Linked DNA regions of Mus musculus: all the other regions are linked to region 2. Evidence: chromatin contacts called from public HiChIP or PLAC-seq data. All regions are on one chromosome and are shown on one strand. The core of a region is the stretch at or near the end of the contact, and the rest is flanking DNA. Distances in the headings are between cores, read along the strand shown. Region 1 has its middle 220 kb from the start of Adamtsl1. Region 2 holds the start of Rraga (Ras-related GTP binding A). Region 3 has its middle 33 kb from the start of Adamtsl1. Region 4 holds the start of Adamtsl1 (ADAMTS-like 1). Region 5 has its middle 150 kb from the start of Adamtsl1.

Region 1 (2,700 bases), core at 62-2,561, 740 kb before region 2:
TTAAAAACATGAGGACCCTGTAGCCACACTGCCCACTACACATCCCTCCTTCCTCCAGTTCTCCATCTGGTATTCAAAGGTAATATAGGGTGATGTAGAACAACCCAGTCATCTGACTCATCTCTTCCCTATTGCCGCTTTTGACTTAACTGTGTGTCTGTCACAGAGGTTCCTGTTGCTTCAGAAATGTCCCGACTAGGTCTGGAAGCACCTAAGCTGCATGGTTTTGTCAATGAAATAAAATTCTCATGTGAGGTGTGAAGAGCGATGGGAAACGTCAAAGTTGCTTGATCATTATTGTTGCTACAAAGTTGGTCTCCTAAGGCCAAGACAGCAAAGGAGAGCTATTAACACACAATGTCCATCATTATGGTTGTTTTCTTGTCAGCTGGAGAATATATCATTTTTGACAAGTGCTTGGCATTTTTTTTAACTCATTCAAGGAGTTGGACATAATTTGTCTGAACTGCCTCCTCTGAAAACCTCAGAAGTTAGTTCTTGCCCTTGCTATAACACTGAGAAAACTGTGCCTGGCTGTTAGACCATCAAAGGCATCAGCCAACTCACAGTGAATAGTGATACCATTATGTATTGTGCAGCCTCCTTGGAAAAAGCTTTAATTCCACTTCAGCTTTCCAGCTAGCAGAGTTGGCATTGTGTAGACACCACCATAGATGCTAAAAGTGGCTGGTGGCCAACAAAAGCCCCCTGCTGTGTCTTCCACTCTCTGAAGTAGATTCCTTACTTTCAGGCAGTGTAAAGCAAGAATGCTTCATGTACCAAATCATTTGGCAGTCTTCAATGGCATGAAAAACAACTTGTTTGTATAGAAAAATATTTTCCAGAGCTAGAAGCCCATAAAGATTATTGCCTCTTTTTAGTACACAGAAATATTCCACAAACATGACTCTCTCAGCTTTCTGCACTATGGTACCCAGAGCAGAGATTGCTCTGCGATCATCCTTTAAAGGATGCCCTCCCTTGTGGCCAGCCCTTGGGCCATCTGTGCCTGGCTCCTCCTCCGTGGTGCCTGATACCCACTGCCCATCCTGCCACTGATCAGGCTTATGGTTGGCCATCCCAATGTACAGAGAAAGAAAATCTGCCTTGGCAAGGCTGCCCCTCCCTGCTGATGAAGGAGCCTTGGCATTGTTTTAGCTGCCAGTCTGCTTGCCTTCTTGTTGCCTTTGGAAACCTGCACTTTCTCTGTGGCTTTGTGGTCGTTTCCATCCGCCAGTGTGGTCCCTCACAGAGGCACTAGCGTGCCAGACCAGCCTATTTGAATTGGTGCCAGGCCACTTACTGGGGAGGTGAAGCCAAATCCCATATATTTAAAACTGCAGTGCTGTGCTTGTCCACCTAGCTCCTGTCTCCTGAAGTCATTAGTTGTGGTTTTACTTTACTGTTAAAACACTCTTCTTTTTTTCCTCTCTCTCAGCTCTGGCTATTTTCATCTATATATATTTAGCAAGTTGTATGTAGGTACAGATTCTGCAGTTCTACTTAAATCTCTCTTTCTCCTCCCCCCCCCCTTTTTCTTCTATTTGTGTCCTACGGAAAGAGAATGTGTTTCCTATTAAATGGGGGCGGTGGGGAAGAAGATAGGGAGACCCAATATTTGACTAGAATAGAAAGTGAGGGAGCAGTGGAATTCTGCCCTGTAACGTGGGAATGGAGAGGCGCCTGTTCATGTGGCCACAGGACAGATATCATCCCTGGTCTCAAATTTCCTCAGGAAAAACACAGACCTTTGGAAACTTGATACATCTCAGGCTGCAGTTTGCTTGGCATATGTTAATATCCTTCTAATATCCTGGGGATTCGTTGAGTTGTGTAGTATCTAAGACTGTAAAAAGGAAAGCATGATTGCACAATCTAAAGCAGATAAATAATATGATTTCTATTCCTCAGCTGAGTTGGGGAAGTTAAGTGATTTTCCTGAAATCCCTCGGGAAGTTCCAGACACATTTAGGAATATAACATGTGAATTCTAACCCACAGACCTTTCAACTACAGACAGTTCTCACTCTCTCTATTTACTCTAGAATTCCACACATGTGTCTCTCAAGTAAACATTTGCATCTGGAGAGCTGCGTATGTGTATGCCTGGGACAGGAGGATTCCAAAATTGTCAGAGGAGTTGGGTTAAACATCACCAAGGCCCATGATCAGCCATTTATCAGGATATGTCCACTTTAAATAGCCACAATCCCAAAAAGCATCTACGGTAGATCAGACTTCAGTCCTAATGGAACTCATTCTTACCCAAAGCAAAGCAAGAGCCAGTGTAGTTGGCACTCATATTGTACGTGCTTCATCTAGCATCCTATATAAAATCGAGAATGGAATACAGAATATGGAGAGCATTCCTTCACAGGGAGATGATGAAACAACTAGCCATTGAGGGGCAAATGTGACAACTACATAAAAGACGTGGTTTCGACATTTTTCTATCAGAACTTTACATCTGGCTTGCAAGGTACAGTTACAATAATTTGAGGATTTTAGAACTGCCTGAGATGAGAAAATCTCAATAAGGAAATCTTATCTAAGTAGTTATGATAGTTAATACCTATAATATCAACATTTGTAATGATAAATCATAGCTACTTAGCTATGATTTCAAAATTAGCCTGAGCTATACAAATGTTTACCTGGAGGTAAAGACTTTTTGAGGAGACAGAGAGAACACACATGCAC
Region 2 (2,700 bases), core at 65-2,564:
ACAGATGCTTGTGAGCCTTCATGTGGTTGTTAGGAATTGAATTCTGGACCTCTGCTCACTCCAGCCCAGAGATTTATTATTATAGATAAGTACACTGTTGCTGTCTTCAGACACACCAGAAGAGGGCATCAGATCTCATTACGGGGTGGTTGTGAGCCACTATGTGGTTACTGGGATTAGAACTCAGGACCTTCAGAAGAGCAGTCAGTGCTCTTACCCGCTTAGCCATCTTGCCAGCCCACTTTTGAATTTTCTTGCATATTGTAAACATTATTTATGTAAATTCATATTTTGCCTGTGTGTCTATGCATCATATGCATGCAGTGCCCACAGAGGTTGAAAGAAGGCATCATCCCCTGGACTGAAGTTACAGTTTCAAGGAGTCACAGTGGTGCTGGGAAGCAAACCCAGGTTCTCTGGAAGAGCAGTGTGTGTGTGTGTGTGTGTGTGTGTGTGTGCACCATATCTGTGCGGGAGACCATGGCTTAAATGATAAGCTATGTCTCTAGCCCCAACATCCAATTTTTGAATGAATAAGTGAGAAAATGTCTTCATTGGTACAGTGTAGTATACAACCTGGAAAGGGCTTTACAATAAGGATGCAGTGTCCTAATTTAGGAATATGACGTGCCCTGGTAATTCTACTGACTCAGCCTCAACTTACTGGATGACACTGCTTATCTCTTCTTAAAGGCTTGAGGCCATGTGGCCTATGGCTAAGTGAGCAGACCTTCTAAGGCACTCAGACTCGTTAACCCCCTCAGGTTTGAAAACAGTTGTTCACACGGTAACCGTGAGGACGAAGCTATTGCATGGTGTTCCATATTACCCTCTACTCGAGTTTTGGATTCTAATTACACATTCTCAAGCTGAGGTAAAAAGAACAAGGAATCAGGATGTCTCCCTGGTAAGGAACTGCCTAGCCCTGGGCAATTAGTTTTTCGAAATCTCTTTCTGCTGGTTTTCATTTGTCATCCCCGCTCCTCTACCTGCCTGATTGTCAAGCCTACAGCACTATTATCTCTCTGAGGTGATAATGGCAGTGGGCGTGTGAGGACTTTTGGCCACGCGGGGGCAGCATTCTCCCTCCCAGGTTCACTCGACCCCTTCTGCAAAGACCCAGGGCAACCCAAGCAGAACAAAACCCCAGCGTGGGCTCGCCCTTTCATTTTAACTCGCTGTGCGCTAGATTGCAATGGAAGAAGCAGTTTCTTAGAATTCCAAGGGTCTCAAAGGAGTAGCCGACGTTCTCGCGATGTCGCCACCGGAAGTGGGTGGCGGCAGGCCCTCGGAGTTCTCGCGAGATGCCGGCGGGAAGTGGGTGGCGGCCGGGCCGAAGCTGATCACATCACTGGTCTGCTCTCGCTAGCTCGGAGCGGCTGTGGCCATTGCCTCGGGCGCTGTTTTCTGAGACCTCGCCTCGCCGCGGTCTTTCCTGCCCCCAGCTCGCGTGCACGGCCTCCGCTGCCGGTCGGTGCTCGGTGTCCCGCCGTCCCCATCCTTGGTCGGTCCGCCGTTAGGCCGTGCCTCAGGCCCAGTCCGTGGCGACGCCGGCAGGTGATGCCCAATACAGCCATGAAGAAAAAGGTGCTGTTGATGGGAAAGAGCGGGTCGGGGAAGACCAGCATGAGGTCGATCATCTTTGCAAATTATATTGCGCGCGACACTAGGCGCCTGGGTGCCACCATCGACGTGGAGCACTCCCACGTCCGATTCTTGGGGAACCTGGTGCTGAACCTGTGGGACTGTGGCGGCCAGGACACCTTTATGGAAAATTACTTCACCAGCCAGCGGGACAACATCTTCCGTAATGTGGAGGTTCTGATATACGTGTTTGACGTAGAGAGCCGCGAACTGGAAAAAGATATGCATTATTACCAATCGTGTCTGGAAGCCATCCTCCAGAATTCACCTGACGCCAAAATCTTCTGCCTGGTGCACAAAATGGATCTGGTTCAGGAAGATCAACGTGACCTGATTTTTAAAGAGCGAGAGGAAGACCTGAGGCGTTTGTCTCGCCCGCTGGAGTGCGCTTGTTTTCGAACGTCCATCTGGGATGAGACGCTCTACAAAGCCTGGTCCAGCATCGTCTATCAGCTGATCCCCAACGTTCAGCAGCTGGAGATGAACCTAAGGAATTTTGCCCAGATTATTGAGGCTGATGAAGTTCTGCTGTTCGAGAGAGCTACGTTCTTGGTGATTTCCCACTACCAGTGCAAAGAGCAGCGAGATGTGCACCGCTTTGAGAAGATCAGCAACATCATCAAGCAGTTTAAGCTGAGCTGCAGTAAATTGGCCGCTTCTTTCCAGAGCATGGAAGTGAGGAATTCTAACTTCGCTGCCTTCATCGACATCTTTACATCAAACACGTACGTGATGGTGGTCATGTCAGATCCATCCATCCCTTCTGCAGCTACTCTGATCAACATTCGTAATGCCAGGAAACACTTTGAGAAGCTAGAAAGAGTAGATGGGCCCAAGCACAGCCTCCTCATGCGTTGAAATAATGCCAAATGCTCTTTAGTAAAATGCTGAATTACGGTGTTTTTTTTTTTTTTGCATCATTTGTCTTTAATATTCATAATGTCATGTGCTTAAAAGTGAGCTTGAAACGTGTGCTTACTATCTCATCTCTTCCCTAGTCTTAGTATTGGACGCTATTTACTCAGCTATCAAGTAGAGATCTTCAAGACGGCCTTT
Region 3 (2,700 bases), core at 135-2,634, 550 kb before region 2:
ACAGACCATAGTCTTCAGAGTATAGAGGGTGACCCCAACACTAGATCACATTCTATTTAGAAGTCATTTCTTCTCATCAAGAGGCAAAGCCCTTGATCCAGAACAGTGATAAGGCAGGCATTTTCCTAAATACCAGGATTAATCCCAGGAGAACACATGCCCTTTGGGGCTTCCCAGCTTTGGCAAGAAGACAGCTCGACCCTGTTTGCTAGGCTAATCCCAGACTGAATGTTGCCACTAAATCCTAACTGAGCAGGACTTATGTACCAGCTGTTAACACTGATACACACTCGGTGCCAAGACCAGGCACCATTCCCCAGGCACTGATACATGCTTGCCTGCTAATCCCCCTGCCTGCTGGAGTGACAAGGAAAGGAGCCAGGTCACCGTGAGTCAGTGGAGAGCAGGCAAAAGCTCTGCCACTGTGAGTGTGCCTGATGGCGAGTGGTATACCATGCTGTGTTCATTCTAACATCAAAGCAGATAGCATCAAGTTATTTTCATTGGCCTTAAGTTCCAAGAAAGCAGTCATTGGTCATTTCTGGACTTGATCATGAAAGAAACAAAGAGGCAGAAAAACTGAGAAAGAAACAGAAAAGGGACAAAAGAAGAAAGCAGAGAGGTGTCAGAATTGGGTTTTTTTCTTTCTTTCTTTCTTTCTTTTTATTAATTAGTTTATTTTTTACACGCCATATTTTATCCACACACACCCCAGTCCACCCCAACTGTTCCACTTCCCACACCTCCTCCCCACATCCAGTCTCCACGTGGATGTCCCCCACCCCCACCCCACCTAACCTCTAAACTCCCTGGGGCCTCCAGTCTCTTGAGGGTTAGGTGCATCATCTCTGAATGAACACAGATCGGGTAGTCCTCTATTGTCTGTGTGTTGGGAGCCTCATATCCGCTGGTGTATTGTTAGTTTTAAATTTTAACTTTTGATGAAAACAGAGCCTTCCCTGAAGACAATAGCTACATTTTGTCTTCAGACTAACAGCGTTGTTGTTTGATCTCTCAGGGGGAACCCAACACCACCAGGACAGCCACACACAGGCACTGAACTCTGCCTCCTGGTCCCTTGGGTAGTGATGGGTGCATATCCTTTGGGGTCAGCAGGACCTGAAGGCAGGATGTTAGAACCACCTTCCCACTGTGAAACCCCTTCCTGGGGTTTCAAGCTTGTCCCTTCTTCACCTCCCTCTTGTACTGAATTCTTCTTTGGCTCGAGAATGTTACCCTAGAAGGGGAGACAGCCCCATAGGCTTCCTCATGGCCTCCACCATTTGCTGTTGTTGGCTGCAAGTCCCGTGCCAGGAGCCAGAGGCTCAGCGAGTGAGGACCCGTGCTCAGCTTACCCAAACAGCAGGCTGCAGGCAGTCAGCACACGCTGGGCAGCTGCCTTCTGCTCCACTGGTGATGACGCCAGCTCCTGCCTCAGATGTGCAGTCGCTTAGAGTGCCAAAGTCCCATCCCCCTCCTGCATCTATACAGAGTCCCCTGGTGCAGGTCATGAGTGATTGGCAGTTTCTTTCTTTCTTTCTTTCTTTCTTTCTTTCTTTCTTTCTTTCTTTCTTTCTTTCTTTCTTTTTTTTTTACGTTTTCCAGTGGATCCATACTGTTTTACAGCCAAATGTCTTTGAAAGTTCTTTGGCAGTGCATTCCTGAAGCATGCTATTAAACAACATCGTCCTCATAAGCTCATAATTGCAATTCCAGGGTCTTTCTTGTTCTGCATTGTCACATCCCTGGAGCAGTAGAGTCTAAAGAGAAAGCATTCCCCAGGCCTTTATCTTCTCAGGACCAAGGGCCTCTCCTCCCACTGATGTCCAACAAGGCCATCCTCTGCTACATATGCGGCTGGAGTCAATGCTGCTCTCACTGTGGGCTGAGGCCATTCCATTCGTGGCCTCCAGGAACGCGCATATTTAATTTTTTTTGTCTTCTTAATGTCTCCTATTATAGAAAAAAAGTGGGTTCCTTTTGATTTTGTTTTGTTTTGTTTTGTGCAGTCAGAGAGCAATGAAGACTAGATTACATCTTAACATTCACCTTCCTTGTGATTCCTTGCTAAGGATGTTCAGTTAGGGAAACATACGGGACAGAGATGCACAAGTGGAAAGCACCGCCATAATGCAAATAAATTATCACAGAAACAAGGCTTTGTTTCTCTCTTGCCAGTCTTACCACTTTGCACCCCCAACCCCCCCCTCCCCGGGCCTGGCATTTGGAACCTTCTCAATCCATGTTAGTCTGCATGTTTGTCCCTCATCAAAGAACAGATGTGTGAGCATTTACAAGTTACTTTTATATCATGATATAGCATGATGTATGTCTCACCACACATGAGTTATATATTTGTATCTGATACCTATTTAGTCCGTGTTTCAGAAGTCATAATGAGTTATCAATAGTGTCTTCTTGTACATTCTTGAATGCCATATTTTGAATGTCATGTAATCTAAATGCTTTGAAACATGACATAGCAGCACTGCAAATTACTAGGTGTTAACAAAATTATCTGCTCTGTTGCCCATTCTTCCTTCCACTCATCCAACAACATCAGGTCCAGTGGTCATCTTGACATCAGATACAGTTGCCATCTTGACATCAGATCCGGTTGTCATCTTGACATCAGATCCAGTTGTCATCCTGACAGACATCAGATACAGTTGTCATCTTGACAAGCTTACTTCATCAAAA
Region 4 (2,700 bases), core at 16-2,515, 520 kb before region 2:
TCTTTATCCGAAATGGTGTTCCTGGACTGATAAGGAGGAAAGACAACCTTATTGGATACTTAACACTTGTTTAATATATTAATAAAAACCCTCCTGGCCCGTTCAGGCTTTGCTTGATTTGAGTGAAACAGGCTCCCAATCTTCGGGCCTTTTCCCGTAGCCATGCGGACACTCTGGAGCCCATTAGTACTTCCTACAGCTGGATTGCACCTCAGAGGTCAACCTGCCTGGCCCTATTTCCACTGCGAAGAGGAAAGAGGTGGTACCCCACTCAAAATTTTGTTGTTTTGTCATAGCAGCTCTGAGAAAGCCTGAGTCAGGTGTCCGATGAAGAATGTTTGGGGTTAAGTGAGGGTTAAATCAGCCTTTCTTTCCTGTCATGGGTTAAATCAGATAATTAAAAGCTGTCAAGGTGTCAAAACCCAGCACTTGTTTCACAACAAATTTCAACATCCTCATCCTGGAGTCTTTGTCAAGGGCTTCTTTTAAACTAGGGGCTCTAAATGAGTCTTATTGTACCTTTAAACTTGTAAGTATTGGATGTTTCAAATTGTCAATCCACAAAGAAAGGTTTTGCCAGCCCTTTATTTTTAAACCAAGACCCCAATACAGAAAATAACTAAAGCCGTTGTTAGGTTTAGTTAGGACCTTTCCAAACCATCTATAGTATTCTTTTCCAAACTCAAAGGGGAAAATAAAAAGGCACTTTATAGAAGAGGAAGAGAACGCTAGCACCGAATACACTTAAAGGGCACATTCAGTCCCGACTAGGGCTTGGTCCCTTTATAGCATATGTTCTATATTGACGGGGATTAAGTTTCTCTCCTGAATGGAACAATACACCGTCACAGGGAGCTACTGTACTTTCCAGAGCAACAGACACCAGCCTAGGCAAATGGCAAACAGAATCGCGTCTCACAGAGCACTAACCAGGTTTGTTCAGAGCGCAGCCCTGCTTCCTCTTTGAGCTTTGCGCTTCTGCCAGTGCACATCTATCTCTCCTCTTCTCGGGCTCAGCTCCTTGCTCCCCTGCCTTTCAGTCCCTTTCTCTCTTTTCTGCTCACACTGTTCACTTTCTCTGCGCACCCCCCCCCCAACCGCTTTGTTATTCAGCATGTCTGATTAGCAGGAGTCTGATTGGCTGGCTGCCTGCTCTAGAGAGATTCCATTCAGCTTACCCCCCACCCATCCACCCACCCACCCTCGCTCAGGAAATGTGAGCGGGGCTGATGGAAGCTGATAGGCAGGGCTGGAGTGTGAGCCCCAGCACTGGATGTGACAGCAGCGGGCAGAGGAGCACTTAGCAGCTTATTCAGTGTCCGATTCGGATTCCGGCAAAGATCCAAGTATGGAATGCTGCCGTCGGGCAGCTCCTGGCACACCGCTGCTCGTTCTGGCTTTCCTACTCCTGGTAAATGCCTTTTCATTTCAATACGTTACTATTGCCACTTGGTCTGGGTGCTGCTGGAGGGTGTGTGTGTGTGTGTGTGTGTGTGTGTGTGTGTGTACTTCTGTCTGTCTGTGTATGATCTTCCAACTCCAGGTAAAAGAATTTTCATGGCTTACAAAGTACACCTCAACTCTTTGAGAACTTTAACCCCAACTTTCCCAGCAAAATCAAATATAAAAGACTTTTTAGAGTTAGTGAATGATACTGATATTGAGACTTGAAATTCAGGGTATTCTTCTGCAGATATTATGTGCTGAAAACTATATAAATAACTGTGTTAGCATGGGATCCTGAGGACAGATGTCCTGAGATCAAACTCACTATGGTGATTTTGGGGTTTCTGAAGGCTAGGCGGTGAGGAGCTTGCTTGGTTCTTGTTTCCCCAGTGCCTGTGTGAATTATTTTCCTCCATACATAAAGACTCTTGAACCAGGTGAAAAAGGAAGGAACGAGAGCCCTGTTTACAATCAAACCAGAGTATAACCCATAATTACTATACACATTTATGGATTCAAGTTAATGCTAATGTTTATGAATTGAAGATTAAAGTCTTTGATCTCAGATCTACTTCTGAAGGCAAATAGAGATCCCTGGACTCCTTGTCCTGCTGATTTCCAGCCCCAGCGATAAGGCTCTTCTCTTGAACATCAGCACACATTGCATTTTTGACTCGAAGTAAATGTTCCATTGTGACTCATACTTGGTTTTATGGGCAGAAAATGAACATATACTGTCCAAAAAATCTACACTCAAAATATTAATAGCAATGCACATTTCTTTTAAACCAGAGTGTTCTGGGCAAGCAGTTTAGTAAACCTCATCTGAAAGTTTGATTCCAAAATGTGCACACTCTGATTGCAAAGAAACGTGACTCTAGCTCTTCCTGTCACAATTATGACACACCAGAACTACTTCAGAAGGAAGAGAAAGAGAAGACGAAGGTAAAAGTGTAACCGTTGTATAAGACACATTGTTTTGTTGATGGGGAAAGGTTAGTTTGTTCTGCTTTGATTCTGACAAATTGGATGGACATTGGAATTTTGATGAAGAGAAGGGAACCATTTGTTACAAATTGGAAAACTCCGGGAGGATCAGTGGGGTATAGTGACCAGACACCAAGGAGCTATTTCTTACAATGTCATATTGTAATCAGCTGCATCACTGTCACTTTAAATGGGGACCACTACTTTGCAATTAGAAATAGTTTCAGCTTGCATGAACATTTAAACAGCAAGTAAAGGGTTAGGAAG
Region 5 (2,700 bases), core at 55-2,554, 670 kb before region 2:
TTTTATCCAAGATTGCTTAGCAAGTAAACAAAGAAGTTACCAAGGTTCTAAAGTGGGTATGGTTATTTGTTATGTTGCCATGAATTAATAGTATCTATTAATACTAAGTCTTGTTTGTAAAAAAAAATAAAACAATTGAGATAACTTTCCAAATATGGTAAATGTTTGATTAGTAAGAGAGACAATATTCAAAAACAGGGACAGAATACTCTTACCTGGGAGCTGGGAAGTTGGCTCAGTGAGTAAGAGTGCTTGATATGCAAGCATGGGGACCTGAATTCAGATCCCAAATTTATGTAAAAGAAAAAATAGCAGGTGTGGTCACATGCACCTGCATTCCCAGTGCAGAGGAGTAAAGACCAGTATATCCAGGAAGCTACTAGATCAGGCAAAACTCAGCAAGGCCAAGTTTGGTAAGAGATGCTCTCTAAAGAGTCTAAGGTAGATGGATACCTGGCATCTCCCTCTTGCCTGTGAATTCATGAGCTCAGCCACACAGACCACCTGTGTGTGTACACACACATCCTCCCCTCCCACAACAAAAACAATAATTATATGATAAACTATTCTAACTAGTTGCTGTAACCAAGTTCAAGTGTGTGGGGTCTCTTCAAATGCCATTGCCATCAGGGAGGGTAATGATCCATGTGAGTCAAGAAGGAATCTCAGTCAGCAGGACTCAGCAGCCTTCGTTGGTTCAAACTGCTAGAGTCTGATGCCAGGACCTTTTACTTTGGACATACTTAAGTACAGTACAACTTTGGCAGAAAGTTTCCTGGTGACAGTTATTACAATAAAGCTTAAGATGTGACTAAGCATGTAAAGAAAACATCAAAACTCTTTTGCAATGCATATGCAACATCTTCCATAACAATGCATTCTACCATTGAAGGGCCAAGGAGAGAATCTGGTGTGGGCTCTGTCATTATAGAGGTCACTAAGCTATAAAGTATACATGACATCTCCCCTGGGGATGGATTCTATTGACTTAAAAACAATGCTGAAGATAAAGGTCAGGAAGGAATGTTCTGGGATAAACATAATGGTTTTGGTGAATTCAGGTGTGGCCTGGGCCTATACAGATGGCACAAAATCACCAGGCTATTAACTACGTCCACTCTCAGTTTTCCAGGCAGAAAACAGGTATGCATCTCAAAATTTTGAGGGTCTAACATGGATTAGAAACCACAGTTAGAAAACAATTGGCTTTAAAACCACTCAGGCGTGAAGAGATGGCTCAGCAGTTGAGTACATGTTCCTCTTTCTGAGAACCTGAATCTGTGGTTCCTGGTACCTAGGTCAGGTGACTTACAGCCTTCTACAGCTCTAGCTTCAGGCGATCTGACACCTCTTCTGGATTCCAAAGGCATTGCATTCATGTGTATTTGGTGGTTGTGTGCAACATCACACACACACACACACACATGCATGTACACACGTGTGCACGCATGCATGCGCACGCGTGCGCGTGCACACACACACACACACAAACACACACACACACACACACACACACACACACACACACACACACACACACAATTAAAACTAAATCCAAAAGTATCAAAGAAGACACTGATAGAGACTCCCTAGTCATAGAAATGAAACTGACTCTTCTCACTCTTGACCCGTTATAAACATACCACCCTGTAAGTCTTAGAAAACTTTTCTTAGTTTTCCAAATCCTCTGTAAAATGCGAACAACAACAACAATAATATTAATGATAATATTAGTCATACTTACTCCTTAGATTGTTAGTGAGCAACTAAAATAATAAACTAAAGAGACAGGGTGGGGACAAAGCCTTTGTTCTCAGGAGTATCATTCATTTTCAATGTAAAAAATGTGAATTTGAACCAGGAAGGTCTGACAAGTTCCATACCTTTATTCTAAGATCCTTCTTGCATAAAGCCACACACATGTGCACCTACATGCAGGAAATCGTGCTTTATGGATTGCTTTGTGAATCACCGAGATACCATCCTATCCTGCTTTGAGATGCTTCTGTTTCTACTTTAATCCTAAAATTGAGTTTTTCCATTGCTGGCTATGTTATAAATCTTAATATTGTCAAATCATTATTTTGTCTACTTTTTACTATTTAGCCTTCTTTCAAATTACTCCCCAAATAAACCAGTTAACCTGTCTAATTTCTGCTATTGCTTTTACGGCCACAGGGTGTCTTGAAGAATCATTCCTCCACAGGTGTACTCTACCACCTGCTTAGTCACATTACTGAAAGTTAGGAAAAGGATAATAACTAGAATAAAGACATCTCTGTTCGTTTCAAAATGATGCTTCTATTATAAGAAAAAAAATTGGAAGGATGAAAACAAGGATGAGAGATTTGGGCCTACCACTTAGTTCTTGAGATAAAGATCTCATTTGGGAAACTTTCTGAATGTTCTCTTCTCTGGGCATTTATTTGTGATATTTCTGTTATTCTTTTAAGCAAGATACTTCCTTGTGTATATAATTATCTAAGGCGCTTAAGAGAAAACACACACATATACACATACACACACACACACATACATATATATCATATATGTTGTACATATATATCATACATATATATCATATGTGTATGTGTGTGTGTAATAAAACCCAATAGTTTATCACTTCAGTACCTTAGTATATTGGCAGTGATAATTAGAGGAACAACATGACTAAATATGCAAACTTTTTAATTCATGGGG

Evidence for each region. HiChIP or PLAC-seq counts read pairs in DNA pulled down with a chosen protein or histone mark.
Region 1: a contact with region 2 is called in an H3K4me3 HiChIP or PLAC-seq map of embryonic basal ganglia, with 5 times the contacts expected there. The contact joins the enhancer-like site here to the promoter of Rraga in region 2. A contact is called at or near these places in 8 of 39 promoter capture datasets (the 3T3-L1 cell line, the C10 cell line, cranial neural crest and 5 more), 1 of 484 Hi-C or Micro-C datasets (granulocyte-monocyte progenitors) and 19 of 115 datasets of contacts at active chromatin or transcription factors (the 230-238 cell line, SST interneurons, cardiomyocytes and 14 more).
Region 3: an H3K4me3 HiChIP or PLAC-seq map of the 230-238 cell line shows a contact between it and region 2, with 10 read pairs. The contact joins the enhancer-like site here to the promoter of Rraga in region 2. A contact is called at or near these places in 2 of 39 promoter capture datasets (cranial neural crest and second pharyngeal arch cranial neural crest), 1 of 15 datasets of contacts at CTCF or cohesin (large pre-B cells), 1 of 484 Hi-C or Micro-C datasets (muscle stem cells) and 11 of 115 datasets of contacts at active chromatin or transcription factors (the 230-238 cell line, astrocytes, embryonic forebrain and 5 more).
Region 4: a contact with region 2 is called in an H3K27ac HiChIP or PLAC-seq map of embryonic stem cells, with 4 times the contacts expected there. The contact joins the promoter of Adamtsl1 here to the promoter of Rraga in region 2. A contact is called at or near these places in 6 of 39 promoter capture datasets (cranial neural crest, frontonasal cranial neural crest, liver and 3 more), 1 of 484 Hi-C or Micro-C datasets (uterus), 10 of 115 datasets of contacts at active chromatin or transcription factors (cardiomyocytes, embryonic stem cells, fibro-adipogenic progenitors and 2 more) and 1 of 9 other capture datasets (pancreatic islet).
Region 5: a contact with region 2 is called in an H3K4me3 HiChIP or PLAC-seq map of pro-B cells, with 6 times the contacts expected there. The contact joins the enhancer-like site here to the promoter of Rraga in region 2. A contact is called at or near these places in 1 of 39 promoter capture datasets (hippocampal neurons), 5 of 115 datasets of contacts at active chromatin or transcription factors (embryonic limb bud, forebrain, large pre-B cells and 2 more) and 1 of 9 other capture datasets (adipose tissue).

The regions. Positions count from the first base shown.
Region 1 is chr4:85,836,595-85,839,294 of GRCm38.p6, forward strand. It overlaps a transcript of Adamtsl1 not described here. Among named protein-coding and RNA genes, the nearest start is that of Adamtsl1, 220 kb to the right of the region's middle. Within about 2 kb of position 1,312, at least 41 of the 459 cell types and tissues checked have an H3K27ac peak or open chromatin away from gene starts, as enhancers often do. A contact at or near this core is called in embryonic basal ganglia, neural progenitor cells and neural stem cells, where this site is marked.
Region 2 is chr4:86,574,359-86,577,058 of GRCm38.p6, forward strand. Rraga (Ras-related GTP binding A) reads left to right here and starts at 1,315. Exons shown (of 1, transcript NM_178376.3): 1 at 1,315-2,700. The coding sequence starts at 1,561. The coding sequence ends at 2,502.
Region 3 is chr4:86,019,492-86,022,191 of GRCm38.p6, forward strand. It overlaps a transcript of Adamtsl1 not described here. Among named protein-coding and RNA genes, the nearest start is that of Adamtsl1, 33 kb to the right of the region's middle. Within about 2 kb of position 1,385, at least 64 of the 459 cell types and tissues checked have an H3K27ac peak or open chromatin away from gene starts, as enhancers often do. A contact at or near this core is called in the 230-238 cell line and muscle stem cells, where this site is marked.
Region 4 is chr4:86,052,710-86,055,409 of GRCm38.p6, forward strand. It overlaps Adamtsl1 (ADAMTS-like 1), which reads left to right and starts at 1,266. Exons shown (of 29, transcript NM_001368621.1): 1 at 1,266-1,411. The coding sequence starts at 1,349.
Region 5 is chr4:85,903,162-85,905,861 of GRCm38.p6, forward strand. It overlaps a transcript of Adamtsl1 not described here. Among named protein-coding and RNA genes, the nearest start is that of Adamtsl1, 150 kb to the right of the region's middle. Within about 2 kb of position 1,305, at least 7 of the 459 cell types and tissues checked have an H3K27ac peak or open chromatin away from gene starts, as enhancers often do. A contact at or near this core is called in pro-B cells, where this site is marked.